Linked DNA regions of Anser cygnoides: region 2 is linked to region 1. The links are chromatin contacts, called in public Hi-C maps. All regions are on one chromosome and are shown on one strand. The core of a region is the stretch at or near the end of the contact, and the rest is flanking DNA. Distances in the headings are between cores, read along the strand shown.

Region 1 (2,822 bases), core at 234-2,733:
AGACCCAGTACATAAGACAACCCGTATTTTCTTTAAAGGAAAATGGATTAGCGTTGGTAAGGTGGGAGCCAAAACCTCCACTCTCACAGGGCTACTGTTCAGTTGTTCAGTGCTTTTAAGACTGTGAGAACGAAACATTTTTGGTTAAAAGATTAGAAGTTAATCATCATCACTATTTTATCCCTATAATATTTATGATGCTGATGAAAATATTTACATTTTGTTCATTTATAATACTAGTATTTCCCACGTGTTGTTACCAAAGCACGTGCTGGAGCTGATAAAGGCAGGGATTTAGTACATGGTCTCAGTGCTCCTTACAAGCTTCAGATGTCTCATCCTTAGAATACGGGAGGAAGGAAACACCCGCATCGAGGAAATTCCACGTATGAAAATCCACACGCACAAAGAAACCCCAAAATGGACTTACCTGAACCCCAAATAGAGGGGATCCACAGCCATTTGGTGGTGAAGGTTTATACCCGTAGCGAGGAAAGGGCTTTGATCCTGTAAAAGGCAATTTATAATACCTCAGATATATTTTTCCGCAGAATTTTAGTACCGTCAAAACTCACCGCAGCCATTTGCTGGGCTTGAGACGGCTGTATTTTTGGCATAAGCATGTATTCAAGCACCTGAATATCACCGAGTCTTTCCAAATTACGGCTTAGGAGCACTAAGCACTTTGTCAACAAGGGGGGATAAGACACCTGAGCAAGTATTCACTTTAGTTTCTATATTAAAAAAAAAAGAAGTCTTGAGTCACTACAATCGATGCATGAGAGTCACTACAATCGATGCATGACTTGTGTGCAATACACAGGATTATATTTAAAAGGAATGGCTCTTCGAAGTACTAATGAACTTTAAAGCGCTCCATGCTTTGTACGCAGCCAGTATGCTGACAATCCTAAGGGTTAAACGAAAAACACACGGAACGAAACGGATCCGACAGCAACCCTCACCACCCGGGCGTTTACACCTCCGCAGCCCGCTGAAGCCCCGTCCCCCCGCCAGGGCGCAGACCTCGCGCCCCGACCCAATCCGGATCCGAATCCGGATCTGGGAAGCGACCCTTCACCTCCTTTCGCTACCTCGCGACAACAAGGCCAGGGCACGGCCGCGGCCCGGCGCTTCCAGGCACCGCCAAGGAGCCTGGCCCGGGCGGCCATTTCCCTCCTTCCCCGCGGCGGCCCCCTCACCGTCGCTGCACTTGTAGTGGCACAGCCCGTCCTCGCCGCCCAGCAGGTCGAGGGCGGCGTTGAGGTACACGTCGATCTTGTGCACCCCGTTGCGGATCGTCTTCAGCGTCAGCCGCCAGTCGGGGGTCCGCGGCGCCTCCTGGCTCGCACCCAGCCAGGCGCAGGCCAGCAGCGGCAGCAGCAGCGGCAGCAGCGGGGCGCCGGCCATGCCCGGGGCCGGCCGCTCGCCTCGAGCCCCCGCCGCCTGCCCGCCGCCATCGGCCCGCCGGGCGCCGCCCCGAGCCCGCCTCCGGGGAGGCGCCGCCAAGCCTGAGGCGGCGACCCCAAGGCTGAGGGGACGCCCCTAAACCTGAGGGGACGCCCCTAAATCTGAGGGGACGCCCCAAAACATGAGGGGGCCGCTGGAGGAGTGGGGTGGCGGGGTAGGGGGTGGCCGTGCCTCAGTGCTGAGCGCTGGGGATGTGGGGTCTGTGCCTGCAGAAAACCGACCGAAATGAGCCCGCTTGCTAAACCTCCCAGTCCATACCCATGCCTGTCTATATATATTTAAATCCTACATGCTCCTTAGAGGGGGGTGAAGTGGAGCCGTGTGGGAGCTGGCTTAGTTTTTGTAATGAAATCTTTGTTTTAAGGTGCATGGGATTGCCCCGAGCGTGCTAGCATCAGGATCTCAGGAGAAAAGTAACTGTGGTGAAAAACGGGAGATGGAGAGAAAACACTCCAGATAGACAGTCAGAGTGGGAAGATACACGGTAAATACGGTTTTTTTCTTTGCACCCTCTGCATTTAGTATTAATCAGAGTTAACTGAAGAAATAGGTGGCAAAAGTTGACGTATGCTAAGTCAAACAAAAGAGGGAGCTCTTCCTACACCTGTCCTGAAAGCAGCCTTTCCCTATGATTACTACATAAAGACCCTGATTCAGCAAAGTATTTCCAAGGAAGAAATATGCTTAAATGCTTTCCTAAATAGGAAGCTTTGTTAGGGGCAGGTAAGAGTAGTAATTCATACCCTTAACTTCAGCTATTGGTGACTGACAGGGTCCTTACTTGATAAATTCGTGCTGATTTTTCTGCGAGACAGTGGAAGATAAAGAAAAGTCAGGGAAAACATAAAACTTCTGTCTGAAGCAGACAGTGTTGAATTATTAAAAAACATAGCCACCAGCAGCAAAAAATGCAACAAAACACACAAAAAGCACCTCCCTCCCCCTGTCAACAACTTGTGTGAACAAATGCTATTGATTCAATGGGATAATTCATTGAGAGAGATAAAGTAAAATAGATATTAAAACTCTTGTAAATTAGAATCCAGTGAAGTATGTTATAAAACTCTTGAGCGGTTTGACAGGACTGAGATGGTCCTGAAGTCATTTAACAGTTCTGTGTTGAAAGTACCAATCCAAAAACCGAATTCTGGCCCTTTTAAGAGCACAGTGCTAGTGTCTCTTCTGGTTGACTGCATAATTCTTTTTGTGGATAACCCTTGCTGAATGTCTCAGCTTCCGTGTCAGTTAATGCAGTGGCACAATTCCCCCTGACTGCATAGTACAGGATCTGGCCCTTGTAAGGATGTGGTTTGGTGTTTTTTTTGTTTGTCTTTTTCTTTTTCACATTATTT
Region 2 (2,822 bases), core at 125-2,624, 44 kb after region 1:
GCTCTTCCGTGGTTTGTAGGAATTGCCCCTTGGTTTTCTGTGGGCCTGATGGGATGTTTCAGTGTCTCTAAAATGTAAGCGGGTGGCAGTAGTGTATTTTTCTCAACTCAGACTGGCTGAAGTAAAGCAAGAATGGCATTGCAAACCACAGAACAGTGCCCTTGTACTACGACACAGCACCTGTGTTACATGCCTGGCGGACTGGCAGGCGCACAGCATAGTTTGAAGGTTCAAAGCCTGCTGGGCTTGCTCTGGGAGAACAAGCAGGATGGAGGGAGCCATTCTTGATGCGGTCTCACCCATGCTCCCTTCAGGCAGCGGTCCCCAGAGCACGCTTGGTTCCTGCTTTTGTCTTGGAGATCGCCCTTTGGAACAGTTCAAAACAAAGCTGTGGAATGAGCTGACAATAAACAGTGGAAACGATCAAGGGACCCGGGTGTGAGTTCATCTGGCCCTCTCTTGGTTAGCACTGGAGCTATGACCTAATTCTTTGATCCAAATCACAGCTAAGTTTCAGCATTGGCTGCTGTACAGAGATTGATATTTCTGGCGTGAATGATGGTAGCAACATTTTCCATATGGAAAATTACATCCAGTGAGTCACTGAGAGGAATGGAGGGGTCCAGGATTTGACAGAGTGACAGATGAAATCTTGCCTCTGTTACGTGTAGAGGTGCCAAAAATTGGAAACTCAGCAGGTCCATCAGGATCCCACTGGTTATGCTGGGCTATGGGGTAGATGCCACTCTCCCCAAAATTACTCCCTAGCAATTACAGTGTGTCGGACACAGTGACAGAAGTGGGATTTACTGTTTAGAACCATCGATCAAAAGTTCTGTAGCTTCAGCTAGAGGATAGCCTTGGGTAGGTTGGCCCAAGCTGTGGTGAATATTTCCATTGGCCAAAAACGTGGATATTTCATGTACTCCCATTTTGCAGCAACTGAAACACAGTATATAGTACGAGCTATGGTCTGAGACTGGTTACTTATTTACAAAGGAAATTTTGCTCATAGCTATTTCAAACGCTAAAGTCCATATTGACACAGCGTGGGGAAATCCTGCTTACTGAGAAGACTGCAAAAATATGCATGCAGTCACACATACATATATACGTATTTGCCCCTGTACAAGCAAGCATACATATAAATCTGTGAGCAAATTTAAAGTATGCTAAACCTAGATCAAAGGAAGTTGTTTGTTTTTTTTTTTTTAATAGAACAATTTATAATCCTTATTTGATGTTAACATACATTGTGTTGGTATATCGCAATGCATAAATATTTATCAACATTTGCTTTGCCTTGGTTAATATTTCTTACTCAGGTCAATAAGCTGCCTTAATATTTCTGCAAAAGAAGCCAGAATTTATAAATACTTGGTGTTCTAACAGATACATATGCTGTTGGGGACTTATATTTATTTTTATATTCTCTTCTTAGTATCCCCTCAGGAAAATAATTTCCTATTTCATTGCTTTATTAGAGCTCCGCATTTTTTTTCCAGTTTCTTCAACTTCTACCTTTTTGTAACCTTTTCTTTATTCTTTCATGTGTTCTTTCTCACTTCTACCACCTTGTAAACACAAGCTGTGAAATTGCATAAGTTTACATTCCCATTTGTTTTCCTTTCAATAGCTAACTGAAGTGTAATCAAAATCAGTGTTTTATCCTTGCTTCCAAGTCAATTGTCGTTTCATCTTTTTATTTTGGGAATTTACACAATTCGATGACCTACAATGGCTGTGTATGTTTTACAGCAGATAATGTGCATACTGCCAGGTATTGGCAAGACTCAAATAAATAGAAGGAATGAGCCATGGAGGCAAGGAAGGAACTCCTGTGGCTGTATGTATTATACGTCTTTATATATGTCCTGCTTCTTCAGCCAGTTCCACTGGGCAACACGATGGATGGGGAGATGAGACAACTAGCTGAGACAGCTCTTTCCTTTGCACTGAAACACAAAAGTAGTGTCTCTTCTAGGATGACAGCTTTCTTCGTCCACTGAAACCAGGCTTTCAGAATGATCTGAGATGATCAAACCTGTGTCCTAGACTAAATGCCCACCTATTCTAATGGCTTTGCTTTGCCATTCCTTCTATTTTGCCTGTTTCTGTTACTCTGTTCAGATTGCAGAAGCTTTGGTTCTCCTCTTAAACACTGGGAGAACATGAAAGCCATGTATTTATAGCTTTGAAAGATCTTTCAGCACTGCATTACTATTAGAAGCAATAATAATAATAAAATCCTTTCCTGTAGCAAAGCATGCAGGGGACAGAAAGGTAGCAGAAATATTTTTAGTATCGTTCACTGTAAGGGAAAGCCTGCTGCCTTGCATGTGAGATGTGATCCCTACCAGTGCTGCAGATCAGTCCTGATTAATGCTGTGGACCCACAGTTTCCTGCCCTTCCATCCACTTGTAGCCCAGCAGCCCCGTGCTTCTGTCCTTTCCAGGCAGTACCGAGGACGTACAGGAGAGTTCCCGTGCTTTTCCCCAGTATTTCTTACAGTGGACTCTCAGTTGAGTCCTTGTTTCTGGGGGACCTTGTCTCCCTTCTTATACCTTAAGGGGAATTTCATTTTCAAATGCACTTATGGTCTCTCCTTCTTAACACGGTGACGAAAACTGGCCCCTTATAAGCAAGTGAGAATGAAAAAAATGTTCTCTAGCTCACAAACTAAAGCTCCCATAACTTAAAAGATGAGCACAAATAGTGACATGCTTATGCTTGATTGGAAATAATTGATGTGCTTAGACATATGGAAGACATTCAGTTGATACCTCTTTTGCTTGTGAATGTTTGACATTCACAGGAAATC

What was found. Hi-C and Micro-C count contacts between places; a contact is called where the count stands out from the background.
Region 2: a Hi-C map of liver shows a contact between it and region 1, with 4 times the contacts expected there. The contact joins the enhancer-like site here to the promoter of PLA2G12A in region 1. A contact is called at or near these places in 2 of 7 Hi-C or Micro-C datasets (both in liver).

What each region holds. Positions count from the first base shown.
Region 1 is chr4:76,556,374-76,559,195 of Taihu_goose_T2T_genome, forward strand. It overlaps PLA2G12A (phospholipase A2 group XIIA), which reads right to left and starts at 1,484. Exons shown (of 4, transcript XM_013185235.3): 1 at 1,203-1,484; 2 at 431-507. The coding sequence starts at 1,410. It overlaps LOC106038646 (a long non-coding RNA gene), which reads left to right. Exons shown (of 3, transcript XR_010831293.1): 2 at 1,835-1,954.
Region 2 is chr4:76,600,582-76,603,403 of Taihu_goose_T2T_genome, forward strand. All of the region lies in intron 3 of LRIT3 (leucine rich repeat, Ig-like and transmembrane domains 3), which reads left to right. Among named protein-coding and RNA genes, the nearest start is that of LRIT3, 8.2 kb to the left of the region's middle. Within about 2 kb of position 1,375, at least 2 of the 3 cell types and tissues checked have open chromatin away from gene starts, as enhancers often do. A contact at or near this core is called in liver, where this site is marked.